2 separate regions of the Mus musculus genome follow, and region 2 is linked to region 1. A link is a contact called in public promoter capture Hi-C data. All regions are on one chromosome and are shown on one strand. Each heading gives the region's core, a stretch centred on a gene start, on an enhancer-like site or on the middle of the called end of the contact. The rest is flanking DNA. Distances are from core to core; before and after follow the strand shown. Region 1 holds the start of Rnf2 (ring finger protein 2). Region 2 overlaps Niban1 (niban apoptosis regulator 1).

The links. Promoter capture Hi-C pulls out the DNA fragments that hold promoters and counts their contacts.
Region 2: a contact with region 1 is called in a promoter capture Hi-C map of the HPC-7 cell line. The contact joins the enhancer-like site here to the promoter of Rnf2 in region 1. A contact is called at or near these places in 5 of 39 promoter capture datasets (the C10 cell line, the HPC-7 cell line, HPC-7-derived erythroid cells and 3 more), 13 of 115 datasets of contacts at active chromatin or transcription factors (the SCID.adh cell line, bone marrow-derived macrophages, craniofacial prominence and 7 more) and 4 of 9 other capture datasets (adipose tissue, embryonic stem cells, liver and 1 more).

What each region holds. Positions count from the first base shown.
Region 1 is chr1:151,498,661-151,503,710 of GRCm38.p6, reverse strand. It overlaps Rnf2 (ring finger protein 2), which reads left to right and starts at 2,720. Exons shown (of 7, transcript NM_011277.3): 1 at 2,720-2,992.
Region 2 is chr1:151,668,027-151,672,824 of GRCm38.p6, reverse strand. All of the region lies in intron 5 of Niban1 (niban apoptosis regulator 1), which reads right to left. Among named protein-coding and RNA genes, the nearest start is that of Gm41969, 66 kb to the left of the region's middle. Within about 2 kb of position 2,609, at least 20 of the 459 cell types and tissues checked have an H3K27ac peak or open chromatin away from gene starts, as enhancers often do. A contact at or near this core is called in the HPC-7 cell line, the SCID.adh cell line and memory CD8 T cells, where this site is marked.

The DNA of each region.
Region 1 (5,050 bases), core at 1,471-3,970:
TTCTTCCTGAGCTAAGTTCGAGAATGCACCATCCTTGTAGATGTATTGACTTGGGTAACTGGTTCTGGCCAGTGGAATTCCATCAGTGATCGTGTCTCTTCCAAAGTAAGTTTTTGAAAGCTCCCGGTTATTCTTCAGTTTCTTTCTTTCTCTGCTACAGAGAATGAATTACTGTGACTCAGGTGCATCGATGGCTATTCTTAGTTGTCCATTTGACTATATCTGGAACTAACAAAAACCAAAAATGGAGGGGTATTTGCTTAATTTGAAGTGGGAAGATCCACTTCTAATCTGGATCTTTGATCTGGGAAGAGGCCTCTTTAATCAGGGCCACAGCTTCTGCTGGAAGTCTTTGCAAGCACATGGAAGAAGGAAGTTTTTGTTCTTTGCCTGCTTGCTCTTGCATTGCTAGCAAAACCATTCCTTCACTGGCATTGGAGACCACGTCTTTGGGATTCCTGCGTATACTACGGACTAGCTAAGATATCCCACCCTGTGGACTGAACTACTAGACTCTTGGACAGTCCATTTATAGGCAGCCATTATTGGGTTAGCTGGACTATAGCCATAGTGAGTATAATAAATTCCATTTCTCTCTAGAGAGAGATTCATTCTATAAGTCCTGTTACTCTAGAGGTCCCTGACTAACACAAGGGCTACAGCTAAGAGATTGAGGTCTCTGTCAATCTGGTTTCCAGAGAGACTGGAACAGTGATTTTGATTCTAATTAATCACTAAGGATGAGCAGGCGATAAACCTGTGTTGTATTGAATCTAAAGGTTTTAGAAATATTTCTTACCAAATGGCAGAACATAACTTTCCTGTTTAAGCCAATCTAGGATGATCCATTCCAAGTTTTTTGGTTTTCTTCCAGACAGGGTTTCTCTGTGTAGCCCTGGTTGTTCTGGAACTCACTCTGTAGACCAGGCTGTCCTTGAACTCACAGAGATCCATCTGTCTATGCCTCCTGAGTGCTTGGATTAAAGGTGTGGGCCACCGCAGACTGGTCTCATGCCAGTGAAGAGGTAAAATAGATGAAGTCACACTGATTTGTTAGAAGTATCTTTGTACTAAAGGATTTTTAGCCCAAAGTCTAACTTTTTAAATAATTTTTAATCTAAATATCCCATACGTTTTCTTCTTTAAAGACAATCCTACTGTGACCCTTTAAATAGGATATTAGATTTACCTGTATCTTCTGTGCTCCCTATAAATGACGGCCTTCCTTAACACTGATTGACTGGCTTCAAGCAGTTACACATCACGATTTCCAGAAGCGTTTGAACTAGAGCAAAGAGTTCTCAATTATGAACATTCCGCTTTGATGGAAGGTCAGTGTTTCTGCTCCAGACTACCCGTCTCCAGAGGATGGAGGAACACAACACTCGGGGTTATTTTGGCTTTGATTCACATCCCGGGAAAAGTTTAACCTTGGGCTTTTTAAATTGCTAGAGTGGACAGTAAGTGTGAGCACCAATCCTGGTTGGTCACATCTGGGATTAACAAAACACCAAACAACTGAGCACACTCGTGAATGTTTTCTTGATTGGATCATTCAAGCCTTGAAGTCCCATCTGAACTCTTTGCCACACCTTCTGTGGTAGCATACAAAAAAGGAAGGGGTGAGTAGAAAGCTTTCGCCAGCAAGATCTGATGCTGAGACATTACTTTACTGATATTAAAAAACACTTCTTTGGATTCCAACATAGGCCAACGACCCGCTGACACAGCCAGCACCAAGGGCTTAAAACTACTAGGTTCTTCACCTTGTAGTTTGGAGACAGTACTGTTGGCTTAGACCACAGCCTGTAAGCCACTCTAATACCCACCCCACCTCTCTCTATATTGCATATACTTAATATCCCCCCTCTCTATATGCTGAATATATTTAATATATATGCATTCTATTAGTTGTTTCTATAGAAAACCCCGAATAATACAATAAGTAAGAAAATTTTAAGCCACAGAAAAGGAATTCCATAATAACGTTACTGGAAGCTATAAGCCACCTCGCCCAATTTCAGTGCAGTGCAAATTAAGTGCCTTCCCATTTATCATCTGCTATTCTTGATTATCCTTTCAAGAGACCATGACCAATGAAACATTTTGAAGTTAGGGAACTTTTTTTCCTACGTGTTACTTAAAAGTTAAATGCAGGAATTACCGAGTGACAACTTGCAGGCTATTTTTTTGGGTAGTGGTGGTGGTAATGACAACTATCTATGGCTACTTATATTTTCAAATTCAGAACACTGAAAGCGTCAAGGAGGTCGATATAAAGAGTAGCAAGGAGATCATTAGGGACGTACTAACAAGCGCCTATTTCCAGAGTTGAAGGTCACTTTCCTTAGATCTTGCTGGCTTTGTATGCCTTAGAGATCCAAAGTCCGGAAAGTTCTGCAGCAGAAACCCTGAGGATTTACTTGGGCTGGGATGACTACGAGGACGAGGACGAAGTCAGGGGCTGGAAGCCCAAATCGAAACCTCAGCAGCGGGAGGGAAGGCGCAACCTGTGGGCTCAGACAGGCCCAGAAAGGCTCCAGGACGGGGGAAACAGACAGAAAGAAGACGCCCAAGTCAGCAGGCGTTGGCTGGGGGCTGCGCCGGCGCTGGGGGCGTCTGGCGAGCTGTAGCCACGGGCGGGGGCGGAGCCAGGGCCAGGGTGTGGGCGTGGCCCGGCGGTCCGGGCCTGCACTAGGCACGCCCCTTCCCCTACGCCAGGGGCCTCCCCGCGCGGTGCGCGTCCGCGTCCCGCGCCTCCGCCTCCTCGCTCGCTCGCTCGCTCGCTCGCTCCTTCCCGCCCTCCCCGCAGCTCCGGCCGAGCCGGCTCCCCCCTCCCCAGTCTCTCATGAATATTGAGCGGCCCCTGTTGTATTTCCCGAGCTCCATTGCGGAAGCCGAGACTCGCCATATTGTGCGGCGGCGCCGGCGGTTGATTCTCGAGTCTCGCTCCGGCCACTGCCAGCGCACCCCCGGGCTGGGGCAGGAGCCGGTGAGCTAGGCAGGGAGGGGGATGGCGACGTCTGCGAGGGCGGCGGGCTGGGGCAGGGGCACCCGGAACGGGCCGCGGCCCGAGCGGCGGCGGGGCTGGGGGTGTGTGTGTGTGTGTGTGTCCGCGGCCGCGAGGGGCCGTGAGGCGATGGCGCCGCCGCCCCCGGCCGTTCGCTCCGCCGCTCGCGGCCCGCCCGGGAGGGCTCATTGTTCGCGGCCCGTGAGCACCGGGCTGGCGAAGCGTCCGGAGCCCTTCGGGGAAGCGCACCCGCGCGGCCCTGGGCTTACGGCGGCCGGGGCCTCGAGGGCGGCACCGGAGCGCTGGGAGAACTTAGCCCTGGGCTTGCTCGCGGGGCCCGGAGGTCGGCGCCGTGGGGGCGGGGAGGGGCGCTCCGGGCCGACAGCTCTCCTTTGGGACCTGGCACCGGGGTGGGCTCGGGATCCCCTCTCGGCCCCACATTCCTGGAGAGCCGCCGCCTGCCCCGGAGTATCTGTTGCCGCCTCCGCGAGCCACGGGCTCACCCTGGAGGCGGTGTTGGGGGAGGGGGCGACTCCGTGGGTTCGAGCTGCTTCGCGTTTTGACCCCGGGCTGTGTTTGCCGAAATCCTTGGTCCACTCCCTCTGCCTGTCGGCTCCCGAGTCCCGGCCCTTGTTAGAATCGTTTCCTCGCTTCAGAAGTCGCCTTCATACTCGCAGAGATATTGTTGTTGGTTTAAAAAAAAAAAAAAAAAAAAAGGTCGGTCTTGGAAACTTTGAGGTTCCTTTCTTTGCTTTTGCCCACCGGAACAGATTACCGATTCATGTCCCCGAAGCCCCGTTGGGTGTCTTTTTAAAGAAGCTGTCGGAAGTTTGTATGCCTTGTGACTTGTTGTGGAAATGTCAGACTTTCTACACGGTGTGTGAAAAAGCTTAGCTAGGCTTTTAAGTATTTGGTATGCGGTTATTTCTTTTGAAATAAAAAAAAAGGAAGGCATAGTGTCAAGTAATTTAAGCCATATTTTAATTAAAAGTACCATAAGTCATTTGCATTCAATTATTTTTTGATAGTTTCGAGATAATCAACTGGAGTACTTAGTGGAATTGGTATCTAATTATTTGTAATTGTTGAATATTTTAATAAAGCAAATGTCGGGTTTTGAGATTTATTTTATTTTTATTTATTTACTTTTGCAAGCGACCCATTCAGTATTTTGAGATTTATTTTATTTTTATTTATTTACTTTTGCCAGCGACCCATTCAGTATTGTCCAGGCAAGCTGGCCTCATACTCGATACTGAGTTTAAGGCAATCCTCCTGTCTCAGCTTCCCTGGTGACAAGATTATAGACATTCAACACAGCTGTCTTACATTTTGTGTCTTAAGTTGAACTTTTAACCTCTGATTTATAAAGAACTTAAACGGCAACAATATTACTCCTGGATATACCTCTTTGCCCTCTAAAATCTCTACTTGCTACAATCAACAGGTATCCTTTTTTAAAGACTTGATGGTAACATCTAATCTATTTAGTAAAATAACTGATAAATATATAACACTCCAGTTGTTAGGTATCACACCAAATATGGGTTTTTACTTTCTCCAAGTTTACTTATTTCTCTAAATCCCTCGTGTGGAAGGGACAGGGCAGTAGTTCAGATGAAGACTAAGTTGTAGACTTTAGACACATAGCTGACTTAGCTTTAGGAGTAGAGACAGGCCATCCTGGGCTACACAAAGAGCAGAGTGGGCTATGAGACTGTCTCACAAGCACAGACAAGGCAAAATCCAAGCCTCTAAAAGGAGACTTTATGATAGCCTTTATATTTGAAAAATAAGATAATGGTCCTCTAATGTGCTGCACAGAAAGCTTTCAGTTAGAACAAATAGTGTAACAGACACTACAGACATACAAAATACTGGAACTTTAGTGGGCTTTGTTATTTATTTAGTTTTGTTTTCTCTGTGGCTCATTTAAGACAGTGCCCAGGTAGAGTACACAGAAATGTAGACTTAAGTCATGTTTGGAATTTCATTAGTCTATTACTGATCTTAGGTTTTTGATGTCAGGACTGCCCAACC
Region 2 (4,798 bases), core at 1,360-3,859, 170 kb before region 1:
GCTGGACCTAGGCCTCCCTGCACATATGTAGCAGATGTGTAGCTTGGTATGGGTACCAAAAAAACTGGAACAGAGACTGTCCCAAAAGCTGTTGCCTGTCCATGTCCTTCTAGCTGGGCTGGCTTGTGTGGCCTCCGTAGGAAAGGAAGAATCTAACCTCTCAGAGACTTGAAGTGACAGGTTGCGGGGATACAGGGGGGAGGGGAGGAATGGCGCGGGGGTGGGGGTGGGGGCGACAAACCTGCTCAGAAGAGAAGGGGAGGTAGATGGAAGAAAGATTGTGGGAGGGGTGATCAGAAGGGGGGCAGTGAGTGGGATGTAAAATGAATAAGCTAAAAAACATTAAATTAAAAAAAGAAAGAAGCCGGGCGTGGTGGCACACACTTTTAATCGCAGCACTCGGAGGCAGAGGCAGGCGGATTTCTTAGTTTGAGGCCAGCCTGGTCTACAGAGTGAGTTCCAGGACAGCCAGGGATATACAGAGACACCCTGTCTCAAAAAATTTTTTTAAAAAGAAAAAAAGGAAGAAAAGAAAGAAAGAAAGAAAGAAAGGAAGGAAGGAAGGAAGGAAGGAAGAAAGAAAGAAAGAAAGAAAGAAAGAAAATGACTTGTAAGAAGTATATATAAATTAAGCTTGGTTCAGGATTAAGACTCTCAAAGTCACAAGGCCATCTCTCACTGACCCTGCTGATGCCCAGCGAGGCCTCAATGCAGCTTTAACTTTGAGGGTCTCTCTGCCAATGCTGAATTACAATAGCCCTGCTCAGTGTGGTAGAAAATTGCTAACTACCAACGGACACAGGAGGTGAAATCAATCTCCAATCAGGACACAAGCCTTACAACAACCTGCTTTATTTATAGCAACAACTTGTTCACCCGATCCCTACCCTCTGCTGAAAAGAAAAACAGCCAAAGAGGTTGATAAATGTAGGTGCCTCTGGTATCTATTGTAAATAATGGCTAAAACTTCGAGTTACATGATATAATTACATCCCATGGAACTATATAAAGAGTTGGTCCACTGATCAGATTCTCCTTGTGGTAAACAGAGTAAGAGCCCCCCACCCCCTCCATAACAACCCTCTGCCCCTGCAGGATGGGTCAAAGGTTGACTAGATGAGACCGTGTAACTTGCTTCCTGTGTGAGGGTGTTTTATAGGAGTGAGCTAGTGACTGCCTCTTGTGTATGCATCGCTCCTGACAGTATTTTTGTGATTAAAAAAGACACAGTGGAATTACAGAACTAGAATGGGCTCTTAATGTCTCCTCAATTACCCTACAACACAGCAGTGTTTACTTATTAAATGACTATGATAGCATATAAAGTATTCTGGGCTTATTATCATTACTGATAATGGTAAAAACCGCTGTGTATTAAATAGTGTGGGTTTACAGATCAAAACTAATCAAATGGAAGCCGTCTGGAAGACCTTGCTTCACGCCTTCCGTATTTCCCATGCTGGCGGATGGGCACCCTCGTACACAGCAGTTCCCCTACTGTACCCTGCACGGCTTAGGCTCCATGGGTGGACAGTCTTGAAGGCAGACAGATGTGTCCTTGGGAAATCATCACGTCTGCCCAGGACTCTTCTCTCAAACTGAATGCTATGGGTTGGATGCTCTTTGACTAGGTCCCCGAGGCTTACACAATGGACTTGAGGCCTCACTATGAAGAGATCAGAGGGGGAAGCCAATCTGACTACAGTGTTGAACTGGAGTCTCAGGAAGACTATTAAGATTACTCAGGAACAATGGTTAAGGGCACTGACTGCTCTTCCAGAGGACCCTGGTGCATCCTTTGGTACCTACATGGTGGCTCACAACCATCTATAACTCCAGTTTCAGGGGATCTGATATACTCTTCTGGCCTCTGTGGGCACCAGGCATGCACACGATGCACTGACTAACCTGAAAGCAAAACTCATACACATAAAATAAAATAAAATAAAATAAAATTTTACTTAGTAACACAGCCTCTCTACTTATCCACATTTCTTCCAAGTTCTAGGCTAGGCACAGTTCTCCCTTAATTAAGTTTGCATATTTAATGCAGTTTACTCTACATTTCATCCAGGGCCATCACTTCTCCATGCCCAGCACGCCTGGACTCCCTTAATCTATTGTTTTTCACAGTGTTTATTACATTTATCTAAGTTAATCATTTGTATTTATATTTACAGGTAATTTTCATTTCAATCATTAGCCCATAACTGTGCTTGGCATATACTACATGCAATAAATGTCTGTTAAATGAATGTTGGTCTGATCCACACCGATGCTGAGTTTCTAATTAAGATCAAATTAATATGAAACTTTTCATCTAAGTCCATATTTCTAGATGACTAGTGAGTGTATTAGCGAGTGTACTTAATGCCTAAATTAAAAACAAGCATTACTATCATCAAGAGAGCAACCAGGAATAGCAACGGGAGTGTGGGAATCAGCCCACAGATGCTCACCACTGGCTCCCCAGCAGCCCGCACAAACATGAAGCAATGGCTTAACTGTGTTTGGTAAAAGGATGCACAGCCGCTTGCTCTACAGTGCATGTAGCTGAGGGCCAGCGAGGCAAGTTGCACATGTGCAGGTCAAATTGTGGCAAGTGGGAGTGTCCACAGCAAAGGAAGGCAAACCACACAGCACACCCCTCTGCTTGCAAACAGTACTTCCTGCTTTAGACACCCAACCTCTGGAGCGGTCAACCTCACCTGGAGTAAACGTTTTGGGTTATGTTAGGTCCAGACGCAGAGACCTCCAACAGAGTTCCATGGAGTGGGTTCCTGACCTTAGAAACTACCTACCTGTGATCTCAGTTGGGTGTGTTTGGGAACATACCATGAGGAAGAGACTGGAGACAGAACCTGGCATTTGGTAGGCTCTCTACAGCCACAAGCACTTTTCCTTCTCCTCTTTCAGTCACAGCTGATCTGCAGCCTCAAACTCAACCAAAGCAGGGAAAACACCCATTCCAGGACCCGGTCCAGCCTCTGAGTGTGTCTGGTCTTTAAAGTGAATTTCTAATATCACCCACAGACTATGACATATGATCATTCAAATTGTTGTTCAAAAATAATTTATAGCTTAATGAACTTGCAATTAGACTCTCGGCAGGCATTAGGAGCTAATTAGCTACAATAAGCACAAGTTCACAAATTAAAATGTATGCCTAAAATAGTGAAGAAAGTATAATGTAAATCAATTATATGGGGAAATTTTTCATATCAGGTATAATATTGCATAACAAAAACTTATAATCTACCATAAATCAAAATTGCAACCATGTGGGAATAAGGATATGATTTAGTGGAGAAAAGAATAGTCAGATAACCTTAAGATATATGCATATTTTAATATTCGGTGGAAAAGTTATATTAGTTCATAAACAGTGCTGATACAACTGTTTATCCTCTTAAGGAAAAACAGTAGACTACAGGTATACATCACATGATTTCCACAGAGCTGAGAGACTTCAGGGTGACAATACATCAATATGAGGAACTGGAGAGATGGCGCATGGCAGAGAGCACCAGCTGTTCTTCCAGAGGACCCAGGTTCCACAACCTGGACCCAGGTCCAGCAACCACAAACGATGCTCTCCCAACCACCTATGGGATCCAATGCTCTCTTAGGCTCTCAGCAAGCACCAGGCACACAGGTGGGTACACAGACATACATGTAGACAAAGCACTCGTGCACATAAAATACAATAATTAAAATATAGCAATATAAAAAATTTAAAAAAAACCAAATAAGAAGGGAGCTGTAGAGATTGCTCAGTGGTTAAGAGCACTGTCTGCTCTTCCAGAGGTCCTGAGTTCAATTCCCAACAACCACACGGTGGCTCACAACCATCTGTAATAAGATCTGATGCCCTCTTCTGGTGTGTCTGAAGACAGCTACAATGTATTCACATAAATGAAATAAATAAATAAATCTTTTAAAAAAATAAGAAGATTACACATATAATCCAAGGTTAAGGAAAATCTCAACAAAGGCAAAAAATCCAAAAACCATAAAAGAAAAAATAGACATATTTGACTATATAAAAATTAGACATCTGGGCTGGCAAGATGGCTCAGTGGTTAAGAGCACTGGTTGCTCTTCCAGAGGTCCTGAGTTATTCCCAGCAACCATATGGTGGGCTCACAACTATCTGTAATGGGATCAGCTGCCCTGTTCTGGTGTGTCTGAAGACAGCTATAGTGTACTTACATAAATAAAATAAATCTTTTTTAAAAATTAGATATCTTCACATGGCAAAGTATATTCTAAGTAAAAGCTAACATAAATGAGTTAATGGTAACATGAATGGTAAACTTGAATGAAATGTCATTAGTGGAGGTGAACAAAGGGTTAATATGCAAATCTTCACAGAACCATTGTAAAACAATAATAAAACAAAAGAACGGGAGAATGAATGGGTGAGACTGGAAATGGAAGACTCACAGAAAGGAACTGTTGACAACCACTAGGTAAGATGCTAAGATCCCACAGCAGTTAGGCAAGGTCCACTAAAATAAAAAGGAGGTCCATTTTAACCTGTCAACCTATGGATGCAGACAAAGGACAGAAAGTCCTACTGCAAAGCTACTGCTAACGAGTGCTCTTGCAGACCATAGAAACTCGAAACCTTACAGTCCCGCTGAAAATTAACCTGATAGCATTTATTAAGTTAAAAATTCATTTACTCAACAACCACACTTCCTGGGCGCAGCTTCTTAGAAATAAGAATATGGGGACGTGTGTACAACAACGTTGACATAGTCATGTTAATATAATTGTGAATCTTTCCAAAGGA